Regions from separate parts of the Mus musculus genome. Here region 1 is linked to region 2. Evidence: chromatin contacts called from public Hi-C data. All regions are on one chromosome and are shown on one strand. Each heading gives the region's core, a stretch centred on a gene start, on an enhancer-like site or on the middle of the called end of the contact. The rest is flanking DNA. Distances are from core to core; before and after follow the strand shown. Region 1 holds the start of Stk11ip (serine/threonine kinase 11 interacting protein). Region 2 holds the start of D230017M19Rik (RIKEN cDNA D230017M19 gene).

What was found. A called contact is a pair of places that touch in the nucleus more often than the background predicts.
Region 1: a contact with region 2 is called in a Hi-C map of B cells, with 6 read pairs. The contact joins the promoter of Stk11ip here to the promoter of D230017M19Rik in region 2. A contact is called at or near these places in 2 of 484 Hi-C or Micro-C datasets (B cells and CD4 T cells).

What each region holds. Positions count from the first base shown.
Region 1 is chr1:75,520,049-75,526,706 of GRCm38.p6, forward strand. Stk11ip (serine/threonine kinase 11 interacting protein) reads left to right here and starts at 1,481. Exons shown (of 25, transcript NM_027886.3): 1 at 1,481-1,594; 2 at 1,716-1,801; 3 at 4,635-4,840; 4 at 5,040-5,114; 5 at 5,371-5,466; 6 at 5,804-5,911; 7 at 6,039-6,110. The coding sequence starts at 1,741.
Region 2 is chr1:72,238,525-72,245,578 of GRCm38.p6, forward strand. It overlaps D230017M19Rik (RIKEN cDNA D230017M19 gene), which reads left to right and starts at 5,469. Exons shown (of 4, transcript NR_155355.1): 1 at 5,469-5,639. It overlaps Gm24497 (a small nuclear RNA gene), which reads left to right and starts at 5,689; the gene lies at 5,689-5,879.

The DNA of each region.
Region 1 (6,658 bases), core at 231-2,730, 3.3 Mb after region 2:
AGGATATCAAAAGAATGAGTTTTTGTTTTTTGTTTCTTTTTCTGCCTATGAGAATTTGGCTTGATACAGTTGACTTGATTGTTATGGCTCCTCCCCCATGGCCAGCTTCAGGTGATCGATAAACAAGGACTGACAGTTGCTATGTAATGGATTATCAATTGCACAAAATGTCCCAGATCCATGAGACGGTATATAGGAAGTTTGTTCAGGCTAGAGAAGCCTTCCACCACCTCTAAAACTGACTGACTCCAACTCTACTCTTTAGATTTTTCATTAAAAGCAAACACTTGCATGTATGAATGTTTTGCCTGAATGCCTCTACACCATGCATGTGCTGTGCCCATGGAGATGAGAAGAGATTGTACAACCACCTGGAACTGGAGTTACAGATGGCTGTGGGCCGCCATGTGGGTACTGGGACTTGAACCCATGTCCTCTGGAAGCCTAGCCAGTGCTCTAATTCACTGAGCCATCTCTTCAGTCCTACACTTCATGTTTAACTTTCTTGTGTTAGAAAGGATTGTTTCATAAAAGACATTCCCCTCCCAAGCCTAGCTAGTCACTCCATCCTAAGAAATGTTTTCATAATGTAGACCAGAAGTTGATGTCAACTGCCAGACCAAGAGCCAGGGTAAAAACTACAGTGGTGCTGGGTGGTGGTGGCGGCGCACGCCTTTAATCCCAGCACTTGGGAGGCAGAGGCAGCCTGGTTTACAGAGTTTCAGGGCAGCCAGGGCTACACAGAGAAACCCTATCTTGAAAAAAAAAAAAAAAGCTACAGTGCCAATTTGGAAGTAGAAAACTCAACAGTCTTGCTTTTGTTAATTATTGATATATTTTATTTTCAAATTTAGGAAAACCACTTTTAGTTAGGTGTACTGAGCTGTAAATACAGTTAAAAACAAAACAAAACAAATACAGGTTCAGGTCATTACCAGTGACTAATTTTTGTTTTTGAGATAGGATCCCACTATGCAGCCCTGGCTAGCCTGGAACTCACTATTTAGAGCTGGCTGGTCTTGAACTCACTGAGACCCTCCTGCCTCTGCTTCCAGAGCTCTGAAATCAGAGACCAGGGACCAATTTGAGAGTGTGCTAAACCCTAAGGAAAAATAAGTCTAGAGACTGAGGACTATGACAGCAAAGGGGGTTTGAGAGTGGCATCCCTGCCAGCCTTAGCCCTTCTGGCTGATATAAAAGAACTTCGCAAGGACAGGACAGCTATGTAACTGGAAGATCAGTATTTGTTTTGGATGAGTTCTTTTCCTTCTAATACAAGATCCCATTTCTCCAAGCTCTGCTTCCCCGCCCAGTCTGCAAACAAGAGTCAGGTTTCTCTCTCTGCCGAAGGGGCCACCCAGAGCCGAGCTAGACCTGGGGCCCCGTTAGGGGCTTAATCCCGGCTAGTTCCGTCCTACTGACACATCGGCTCGCCCAGGGCGTGGCTTCCGGTAGCGAAGGCATGCTTTCCGGTAGGTCCTTTGCCTTCCGGGGCGGGACTTCCTGCCCTAAAAGAGCCCGGCTGCCAAAGTGATTGGAGTGCGAATTACGCGGGCCCATGGGCTCCCGAGGCCCAATGCTTTTTGGAAAAGGGGTCAGAGAGATCGTTCTTTTTAGCTGATGCTTACTTTTTACATTGCGCGACGCCTCCATTTGCACGAAAGCTCTGGGCTTTTGTTGCCCACCTGAGGCTCTTCCGCTTCCCCTTTCCCCAGGCTCCGCCCCCAGCGTCCCGTGGCTATGACGACCGCTCCGCGGGATTCAGTAGTGTGGAAGCTGGCGGGACTTTTGCGGGAGTCGGGTGAGTGGACTTCTGGCTTATTTGGTTGGGAGTTCTAGGTGTGTTCGATACTGTCCAGAAACGCCGGGAATCACCGAGTCATTGCCGGCGGGGTCACGAGGTGCCGGCGTCTTCTGGGTGTGTTCCTTGTGACGCGTTGTTTACAGTCATGCCTTTGACAGTCTAAACTCTATCCATCTCTCATAGCACTTAACTCTCCAGAGGAAAGGGATCATTAATAGATTAAACACTTGCAGACAAGAACATAATCACTTGTACCGAAAGCCAAGTATAAGCACCTTAGACACCAGAGATTTGGAGACCCACATAGGTTAGTCCCAACCCTCTATCAGACTTGGATAAGTTTTTAGACCCTCAGTATTCTTCTCAGATAGGTTAGCATAGGGATTGTATTGAACGCAAAAGATAGCGGGATTTTAGTTAGCTTATTTAGTGCAGTGCATGCATGCATAATAAGTGTTCAAAAGATAGTGTTACTATAGTTGCTGCCCCAGTGCCTGGGCATGGCAAAGATCACTGTGTTGTTTGGTTTTTGTTTTTTTTTTTGTTTTGTTTTGTTTTTTTGTTTTGTTTTTTTTTTTTTTTTGAGACAGGGTTTCTCTGTGTAGTCCTGGCTGTCCTGGAACTCACTTTGTAGACCAGGCTGGCCTCGAACTCAGAAATCCGCCTGCCTCTGCCTCCCAAGTGCTGGGATTAAAGGCATGTGCCACCACGCCTGGCACTATGTTGTTTGTTATGTGGTTGCCATCATCAGCTAAATGATCACAATCATGATTCTTTGAGAGCTGGGGATATAGTTCAGTAGCAGAGCATATGTTTAGCATGTACAAAACTTTGACTTATAATCCCTAGCATCCTCCCCACACACACAGAAAGGAGAGATTCTTCTTTGAGCCCCGGCTTTCCTATCTGTAAGGTGGGGTTAATGGATGTCTTTAGGAGATAAGGATGAGATCTAGATGAAGCAGCTGTCATTTGGAATGTGTGACCTCGATGGCATTAGTGCTCCATATCTATATACTCCCACCATGGCATCCTTGGAGTCTCTTGATGGCAGTTCATTTTCTGGTTTGTGTTAATAATTACTCCCATGCTGTGCCTTTTCTAGACTTCCAGGGGACACCTTGAATTATGTGCATGTCTATACTCAGTGTCTAGTACATAGAAAAATCTCTTTGTAAGGCTGTAAGATTTATTATTCAGCAAAGATCTGACTTGGCTCCCAGGCTCGGAATCGTAGAGTTCATATATGATTGTGGGGATGGAATCACTTTGTGTCTTGATTATGGTGGTGGTTGTCATAATCTACACTAACAGAATAGAACTGACACTATATTTTATCAACACCTAATTTCCTGGTTTTGATAATTGTACTATAATTCTGTAAGTCAATTTGGGGGAAGCTGAGTGAAGGGTGTGGGAGATCTCTGCTATTTCTTGGTATCCCAAGCCAGCCTTGAAATTATGATCTTTCTGCTTTAGTGACTCATCCTATGGAATTATATATAGGCATATGATGTTCCTCCACCTGACTTCTGCAATATTCTTTGACTTCTTGATTTTTCTCCCCCCATCCCCCTGAGACAGGGCCTCACTTTGTTGCACTGGTCTGGAATTCACAGAGATTCACCTGCCTCTGTCTCTCACATTCTGGGATTAAAGGTGTGCACCACCACACCTGGTTTCAGAATATATTAAAAAAATGTCCACAGTTATTATAACTGTACTTTCCTGATAGAGTGCTAAGTGGGGAATATATCTGAAAGACGACCTCACAGGGCTGATAGTCTTATTAGGTACAACAGCTTTATAGAAGTGCTGTAATGGACAACGACATGCATTTCAATATTGTTTGAGAATTTCTATAAATGTGCATGTCATTCTTGCAACCAGAAAAAGACAGAAAGATCAAATACAGTCGGCCTTTGTGTAAAGTGGGTGGTTGCAGTGTGGAAGCGCAGGGGTGTTATTTCTTTAAATATTTTTATTTTGTGTGTGGAGAGCATCTTTGGGTCAAGGCCAGAGGACAGCTAGGGGCCTCATGTTTCAGAAGCTGTCTTCCTTGTTCTCTGAGCAGGGGTCTCCACTGAGACCTGGGGCTTGCTGATTAAGTAGGCTGGCTAACCAGTGAGCCTCAGGGATCTTTCTGTGACTGCCTCGTCAGTTCCCACCACTATGTGGGCGGTGGAGGTCAGCTTCAGATTCACCAGCTTTTTCAGCTGGACCTTTATTGAGTCATCTGCACAGCCCCCAGAGGTATTGCTTTGCGAAGGCTTGCTGGGTGAAGTTGGTCTCCACCTTGGCAGTAGAAAGGGATGTATCATGATGAGAGAGAGCTGTGAGCCAAGTGGGCTATGTTTCCAACTCTGTAAGTAGCCTAGGCTTCTTTCTTTCTTTCTTTTTTTTTTTTTCTTTCGAGACAGGGTTTCTCTGTGTAGCCCTGGCTGTCCTGGAACTCACTCTGTAGACCAGGCTGGCCTCGAACTCAGAGATCCGCCTGCCTCTGCCTCCCAAGTGCTGGGATTAAAGGCGTGCACCACCACGCCCGACCCTAGGCTACTTTCTACAGAGTAGAAAGCAAAAGCATTTGGAAAAGTCTCTGGGAGTCTTATAGTAAAACAAATTTCTGGTATCAGGCTGAAAGGCTAGGATTTTTGCTCGGTTGCTTGTTTAAATGGGGGAACTGTAGAAGATGTTTGAGCTGGGGAGGAGGTAGACAGTTTGATCTCTCAGTGGAATATCTCAAGTACAGAGGAGAGTGGGTGCATTTTGGGGGCCCAGAAGGAAAGACCTTTCATTTTGTCCTCGTCCCCGTTTGTCCTTCTTCCTGCAGGCGATGCGGTTCTCTCTGGCTGTAGCACACTGAGCCTGCTGACAGCCACACTGCAGCAGCTGAACAGAGTGTTTGAACTGTACCTGGGGCCATGGGGCCCAGGCCAGACAGGCTTTGTGGCTCTTCCCTCCCACCCTGCAGACTCACCCGTCATCCTCCAGCTTCAGTTCCTCTTCGATGTGCTGCAGAAAACACTGTCACTCAAGGTCCCAGGAGGGGCATGGGGACAGGATGCGCAGAGAGCCCTAGGGAGTGATGAAGGCAGGGCTTGGGATGGGGTGTGAGAGGGCTCTGAGGCTGAGAGCCAGATGATGTCAGTGATGCCTGCTGGTGCTTATGCTGAGGAAGTGGCGCAGAAGCAGGGGAGGCTGCCCTGCCTCGCTAACCTGAATGTTCCTTTTTCAGCTGGTCCATATCCCTGGTGTTGGCCTTCCAGGGCCTATCAAGATTTTCCCCTTCAAGTCCCTACGGCAGCTGGAGGTGAGGGAGTGTTAGAACGTATAGGTGGGCAGAAACTGTTGCGAAGGAGCCTCTTGGGCTGAGGACAGAGAGATGGCCTCTTTTGGTGGGAGGTGGTGTCTGAATGTCCCATTGCTCCTCAGTGATGTTTTCCATTAAAACTTCCTTCCTTACCTGTAGCTGGGCTTTGGATGGTTTCCCTCCTCCCCATCAGAAGTTAGGGATGAGGCCTTTGCCATCTTTGAAGCTTTGCTTGCCTCCCTCCTTTTCTTCTTAGCTTCGAGGAGTCCCTATCCACAGCCTGTGTGGCCTCCGTGGCATCTACTCACAGCTGGAGTCCCTGGTTTGCAACAGAAGCATCCAGGCACTGGAGGTAAGGAGGATGAGCGCTGGCCCTGATGTCTTGTCCTGATAGATTGAGAAGACCAAGCTTCATGTGCTTCCCTCCTCTGTCCTGTGTGACACCACAGCCCTCTACACCTGTCTGCGTGTTTACAGTCACACCAAGCTGTGTATCGGCTAGTGTCTGTCTCCCTATGGTCTGCATATGGTCCCCGTAGTCTGCTCTTTAGGGACAGAGCCTTGAGCTTTCTTCAGAGCTGCGGAGTCTCCAGGTAGAGCCTGGTCTATGTGAGTGGGGGACTGGAAGATAGAGCATGCATGGGGAGAAGGCAGAGAGTGACATGTAGTTGTGCCTGTTCCCTATCCAGGAGCTCTTGTCAGCCTGTGGTGGGGATCTCTGCTCTGCCCTCCCCTGGCTAGCCTTGCTTTCTGCCGACTTCAGCTACAATGCGCTCAGGAGCTTAGACAGCTCCCTGGTGAGTGTCCCCCAAGGGAAGGTGCCTTTGGGGTGAGAAGAAGGGTCCTTTGGAGGGAATGCCATCTGTCTGTCAGATACCCTTGTGTGAAGAACTTTTCTGTGCTTGCTTTGTCAATCTCCTTCAGCGTCTCCTGTCCGCTCTCCGCTTCCTCAACCTGAGCCACAATCATCTCCAGGACTGCAAAGGCTTCCTGATGGTAAGACCGAGCTGCCTGATTGCTGATGGACTTGGCCCTTACATGGCTCCACTCTCACTCACTCTCAGATTAGCTAGTGCTCCACATGGCTCTTGGGCCTAGGTGGAGGCACATCTGCGAGCTGGTACTGTACTGTGTGGGTTTCTCCTCTAGCACACAACAAGGTTTGGAATACCTGGATGAATTGGGGGAGTCAGTTAGTTTCTTGCTTCATTCACCTGTCAGGTATACATCATAGCAGTACCTGTGAAGAGTACCTATGTTACTTAGCCTAGTGTGTGGCCCAGAAGTGATAGATTCCATGATGGTGACAAACCCTTTCCCTGTGGCCTTTCTGTCCTCCATTAAAGATAAATGGGGCTGAGTACTTGTTAAAGTGGTAGGAACTTTCTTCAGTGAGGAGTCACATCCTAGGCTGAGGAGGATTCAAAGTGCAGTGACTGGAGAGTGAAGGAGTGGCAATGGCTTGGGTGTCATCAGCACTCAGGGAACTGGGAATTCTCAAGTCAGGAAGGGGCGGGAGCTGGGTCCACACTGAAGTGCATGGG
Region 2 (7,054 bases), core at 4,219-6,718:
AATCCTCTGTCATGACCCTGGGATGGTAAAAGACAGGCCAGATCTCCTACACTTTTTCTACACCATGTTTAACTGCACTGCTCATCCAAAAATACTCTATATAAACTCTCCTGTCACAGATAAATGAGCCCCCACAGCTCTCTGTGTGTTCAAGTCGTGCTGGGAACAATGTTGTATGGTATGTAGACTTTCAACAGAACCTTACACAGACAACTGTGACCTCCATAAGTATTCATTTTATCAAATGTTCATGATCACATTATTGATAAACCAGCCTGCCTCCATCTTAACCTGGAAAGCCATATTAATGACAAACTACGTTCTTTTCTTTCCTTTTTTTTTTTGGTTTTTCGAGACAGGGTTTCTCTATAGCCCTGGCTTTCCTGGAACTCACTCTATAGACCAGGCTGGCCTTGAACTCAGAAATCTGCCTGCCTCTGTCTCCCGAGTGCTGGGATTAAAGGCGCACGCCACCATGCCCAGCTCTATGTTCATTTCTATGAAACATTAAATTTGTTACTCCAGGATTGGGCTATGCCCCACCTGCAACCTTTATTACAAACGGTTCTATACTGCCTGGTCCAGAAAATGGCAATCATGCCTTTGTTTCAAGAGGCCATTATGGGGGCTGGAGAGGTGACTCAGCAGTTAAGAGCACTGACTGCTCTTCCAGAGGTCCTGAGTTCAATTCCCAGCAAACACATGGTGACTCACAACCATCTGTGATGGGATCCGATGCCCTCTTCTGGTGTGTCTGAAGACAGCTACAGTGTCCTCACATACATATATAAATTCTTTTGGGGCTGGTGAGATGGCTCAGTGGGTAAGAGCACCCGACTGCTCTTCTGAAGGTCCAGAGTTCAAATCCCAGCAACAACATGGTGGCTCACAGCCATCTGTAACAAGATCTGACGCCCTCTTCTGGAGTGTCTGAAGACAGCTACAGTGTACTTACATATAATAAATACATAAATCTTAAAAAAAAATAAATTCTTTTAAAAAATATTTATTTATTTATTTATGTAATTTATTTATTTTGTGTATATGAGTACACTGTAGCTGTACAGATGGATGTGAACCCATGTGGTTGCTGGGATTTGAACTCAGGATCTTAGGAAAATCAGTCAGTGCCCTTACCTGCTGAGCCATTTCACCCGCCCATAAATAAATTCTGTTGTTATGACCACCTTGTTATGGGCACCTTGCAGCATGTCTTTGTTTCGCAGAGGCTGTTATGACCAACTTATGCTTTTCTTCTGCTTCTGTAACTCCACAGAAGTTATTTGCCTGCCATTTTCAGCCAATTGCAAATCCCTTATCTCTGATCAATAAAAACCTTATCTTCCCCAGTCAAAAGCTGATTTGAGCCTCAACTTGAGGGAGATACAGTCTGAGTACATGAATTTTTAAAAAACATTTAATGGTTTGCTTTAATTTGGCCACGATTTGGGTCGGCGGTCTTTCTCACATCTGTGGGATCAATTTAGTGATCTTATGGAATGCAAAGATGACAAACTATTCATCCTCAGAGAAAATGCACACTGTGTGTGTGTATGTGTGCGTGCATGTGTGTGTGTGTGTGGTGTGTGTGTGTGTGTGTGTATGTGTGTGTATGTATGTATGTATGTGCGTGTGTGTGTGTTGTGTGTGTGTGTGTATGTGTGTGTGTGTGTGTGTATGTATGTGGGTGGGTTTGTGAGTGTGTGTGTGTGTGTGTGTGTTGTGTGTTGTGTGTGTGTATGTGTGTGTATGTGTGTGTGTGGGTGTGTGGGTGTGTGTTGGTGGGAGTCTTCTGTAGGGAAAATGATCTGTTCAGCCTGCAGGGAAATGGTCTGGGTAAGGGAAGAGTGAAATTTGGTTCAGTTCAACTTAATTGCTATCTCCGGTTCAAACTTCCAGAGTCTGACACCAGTTGGTTTATTTTAGCTACATTGAAACACAGCACAATTTGAAGGATAGAAAGAAAAGGTTTTCTGATAACAGTTAACTCAGTCTCAAGTGTACAAAAAATTAACACATGTTACATTGAAATTCTTTACAAAGTACATCTGGCTTCTTTCTTAAAGATGAGTACTGTTTACTCAAAGGTAGCACCCAAATTGTCTAGGGAGATTGATTGGGGTAAGCATAGTATCTGTGGGAGTCAGGATTGGCTGGCCTAGGATGACAGAAGTCACCTATAGTGTTGGAAAGCACGGATGACGTCACTGCTAAGGATAGGTTTTATGGAGTAAAGCAGTGTTGAGGATTTGGAGGGAATTGTCTAGGATGAGTGAAACACATGAAAGACCCCCAAAGGGAGACCCTCACTCAAGTCTCGGGATAATAGCGGACCCTCAAGAACTCACAAGAGACCAAGCTTGATGCAAACCACATGAGGCTTTATTCAGGGAAAGCCAAAGCTCTAGGGACGACTCGTATCCCACGCAGGGTTAGAGGAGTCGACGTCGAGGGGAAAGGGGTCCCAGTTTTTATAGGCCCTCAGGGGGAAAGGAAGGGGGGAGTAGGGGATTTCCAGATCTAAACAATGTCTATTCTAAAATGATTTCTCAAGAAATGGGTATGGGAGGGGTACAAGGAAAGAGTCTGGTGCAGGTGCAGCAACTCCAGATTGGCCCGGCTGTGGCTTCTGGGGAGATTTTCTGACTCTTCCCCAGCAACCAATATCACAAACACCTGACAGTGGACTTCAGCAGTGGGCACACACCTGGGTTCAAGGAACGGTCAGAACATTGGCAGACACACGGGTTCAAATGAGTACACTGGCCATAGCATTATGCACCTCTATTTTTCTAAATCAGCAAAGCTAGTTCTGCTAACAATGAAATCTGTTTTGCCACTTTCAGGGCTTCTGTGACCTTTTACATCCTGTCAGGATCTTTCACACACTCTGGGGATACAGGCAGAGCCTGTAACAGCAGGTACCAAAGAATCACCAGGTTGGAAACTATATCCTTCTCCAGCATTCCAGGAGCAGAGGTGAAATCTTCTTTGTGTTTAAAGTTTCCTGGCATTTCCAGTGTTTATCTGTGTGCACGAGTATTTTTTTTTTTTTGTCCTCCACACACATATGAACCTTAAATGTCTATATGTGCCTTGAAAAATTCATGCTCTGATTAGTGTAGTGTGTCCTTTGTCCTTACCTCAGCCCTGTCTTTTCCATGTTTTAAACCTCTACAACATCTTTGTAAACCCTTTGTTTTGTTGTTGTTTTTTTGTTTGTTTGTTTTTGCTTTTGTTTTTTTGGTTTTTCGAGACAGGTTTTCTTTGTATATCCCTGGCTGTCCTGGAACTCACTTTATAGACCAGGGTGGCCTCGAACTCAGAAATCCACCTGCCTCTGCCTCCCGAGTGCTGGGATTAAAGGCATGCACCACATGCCTGGCCCAATATAAACCCATTGTTAACTACAGAGGTGTATCCAGTATTCCCATTTTATTGTATTTTTAAAGATTTATTTATTTATTTTATGTATATGAGTACATTGTAGCTGTACAGATGGTTGTGAGCCTGCATGTGGAGGTTGGGAATTAAATTTTAGGACCTCTGCTTGCTCCTGTCAACCGTGCTTGCTCCGGTCCACCCACTTGCTCAGTCCCTGCTCACTCTGGCCCAAAGTTTTATTTATTATTATAAATGAGTACACTGGCCAGTACTGGCAAGAATAATGATCACATGTATCTGGTCTCAAATCGTTTCCCACCTCTGCAAGGTTAGCCCTACAATAGTAAGTATCCCGTGCCCTCCAAGGTCTCATTGAGGTATCTGACAAAAATTAAGCAAAAATTAATGGCACAGCCAGGCGTGGTGGTGCACTCCTTTAATCCCAGCAGAGGATTAAAAAAAATTAATGGCATACAATCTTAGTGACTGTTCTGTTGCTGCATCATGACCATGGCAACTCTTTTTTGTTGTTGTTTTGTTTTGTTTTTTTGATTTTCGAGACAGGGTTTCTCTGTGTAGCTCTGGCTGTCCTGGAACCCACTCTGTAGACCAAGCTGGCCTTGAACTCAGAAATCCACCTGCCTCCCAAGTGCTGGGATTAAAGGCGTGTGCCACCACCGCCCCGCAACTCTTGTAAGAAAAGTCATTTCATTGGGGCGGGTTTACAGTTTCAGAGATGTGGCCCAATCTCATCATGGTGTGGTGGGAAGCATGCTGGTAGGCTCTGGAACAGTAGCTGAGAGCGAATTCCTGGAGCACGGGCAGAAAAAGATTCTGGACTTGGCATGGGCTTTTGAAACCTCAAAGACCACACCCAGTGACACACTTCCACCAACAAGGCCACACCTTCTAACCCTTGTAATCCTTTCAAACATTCCACTGCCTGGTGACTGAGCATTCAAATATATGAGTCTGTGGGGGCCATTCTTATTCAAACCATCACTGGTACCTTTACCTAAAGGATTTAAATGCTAATGACAATCCATTAAGTAGTTGATGGTTACAAAGTGATTTAAAGTTACAAATATAAGAAAACACAACAAAATCTCTGTAATAGGATGTATCAGGATGGTGTTTGTGTTTGGCATAAGAGGTCCCAAAGCCTTGGGGGCAACTCTAAGCCCAAATCCTACAATATTGAGTACTTACACATAAACACATTTAGAAGTTTGGTCTTTTAGTATTTTGCCCTTTATATTTGGCAGATTGTCTTTTACTTGAGGCTGGGTCTCATATAGTTTAGGCTTTGCCTGATCTGGTCCTCCATTCTGCAATTTCCAGTGGCAGTGGTTGGAAAGCATCCTACCCAGCTTTATTCCCTATAACACTCAAAGAGGCACAGAACCAGCCCAGAGCCTACAGCTCTTCGGGGTAAATTCCTCTCAGGATTATGTCTGTCCTTAAACTGAAAATGATCTAAGGTTCTGGGTACCAAGGAGCTAATAAGAGTAGTGACTGTCCACTCTTCACTCCCACGTGCCAAACATCATCGATCCCTGCATTATTATTGCATTTGATGTTAACCATCGGTATTTTTTAGCCTGAAAACTGTAGAAAAGTTCAAAGACATCACACAATTTATTAAGGATTTCAATATATGACATTTTTTTTTTTTGGTCAAGATTTACTACAGTTTTTACCTAAGTAGGTTTGCCTTGACAACATTGTGAAAACACCTAACAGAAAATCACTAGCCTGCTAGACTCCCTGTGGAGCCAGCCTCTCAACAAGGGAAGATTGTCTTAAGACAACGCGAACTAGGAGCAGTAGGTCCACCCTTCAGCCACCGTCCTGCCTCAGAGTTTATCCAGTGCATCTGGCCGTGGACATGCCCCCTTCAGGTCTTTCTATTTCCGGTGGATTCCAAACCGCAATAGTCTGTGAGTCGGCCTGTGAATCGCGGAGGCCGCGGGGAAGAGCTGATTTGCACGTCCTGCCTCCACGCGAGGGGCGTGGCGACGTGCACAGGCCTAATTTGGGCTTGTGTTGTCACGCCCTTCGCGAGGGGGCGGGGCATGCAAATCATACTCGGCGTGCGCGCTCGGGAACGCCGGGAGAGCCCGGGTCGTGGACGTTGAATCTGAAGCCGTGGGTGCTGGAGTGGGAGTGAGGTGTGGAGGGCGCAGACGCGGATCGGAGGAGGAAGGAACCGCGGGGGAGGCAGGAAGTGAGGGTTGCGAGCGGTCACCACAAAGGTAATGTGTCTCACGGACGCAGAGCATGGCTGCGTGGTCTGTATTTGGTATCGCTTCTCGGCCTTTTGGCTAAGATCAAGTGTAGTATCTGTTCTTATCAGTTTAATATCTGATACGTCCTCTATCCGAGGACAATATATTAAATGGATTTTTGGAACTAGGAGTTGGAATAGGAGCTTGCTCCGTCCACTCCACGCATCGACCTGGTATTGCAGTACCTCCAGGAACGGTGCAACCCCTCTGGGGAACAATGTTGGTTAAATGTAAGACATTTAGGACTATTATAGCTCGTAAATACAGGCTGCAGTTACTTTTTCTGTCTTCTTTTCTACTTTGTAGTTACCCGGGTCTCGTTAACCCCTCTTTGATAGACCAGGCTGGCCTCTAACTCGGAAGTCCGCCTGCTTGCCGCCAGTTGATCTTTTTCTATTGCTTTACTTTTCTTATTATTATTCAGGTTTCATATTTCCACTACCAGGCTTTTCAGGCAGAGCAGCTCGCTTCTTTACTTTTTTACACAGTCTTTCCATCCACTGGTCAATAACTGTGATTAGGTGGGAAAGACTCTAAGGTTTTTATCTCTTTTTTTCCCCTCTGGGGAATAATGCTGGTTTAATAAGAGACCTAGAAATTAGGCCAACGTGGATTTCTTACCAACCTGTTAGTTTTACTGCACATCACTCTACATTGCTGCATAATATTCTACATAATGTCTAGCTTTTGATCTGGAAAGAGCTGTGAGGCTGTAAGGTTACTAAGATGGACAAGTTATTTTCAGCTTACTGTCACAAAACACTTGCTAGTTATGTAAGTCTGGTGGCATTAAAAACTCTTAGGCTTGCATAATTTTTCTGAAAGCTAAAATTTTGTTGACTGTTTATGCCTATGCTGATTTTCACAGCAAAGACCCGCTCTAGGTATGTTATTTTTGTACAGTAACCTATAAATAATGATTCACTGACAGAAGTTGTGTCAGAGTCCTAGATTCTTCTGAAATAAATTATTTTTAAAAGGATTTATTTATTTATTGTACATATATGAGTACTGTACCTGCCTTCAGACACACCAGAAGAGGGCATCAGATCCCATTACAGATGGTTGTGAGTCACCATGTGGTTGCTGGGAATTGAACTCAGGACCCCCGCAAGAGCAGTCAGTCCTTTTTTTTTTTTTTTTAAGATTTATTTATTTATGATATGTAAGTACACTGTACTTCAGACACTCCAGAAGAGGGAGTCAGATCTCGTTATGGATGGTTGTGAGCCACCATGTGGTTGCTGGGATTTGAACTCTGGACCTTCAGAAGAGCAGTCGGGTGCTTTTACCCACTGAGCCATCTCACCAGCCCCTGAAATAAATTCTAGTGACTGTCCTGAGAAGAATGGGTAGAGTGCTGCCATTTTGTCCAAACTCAG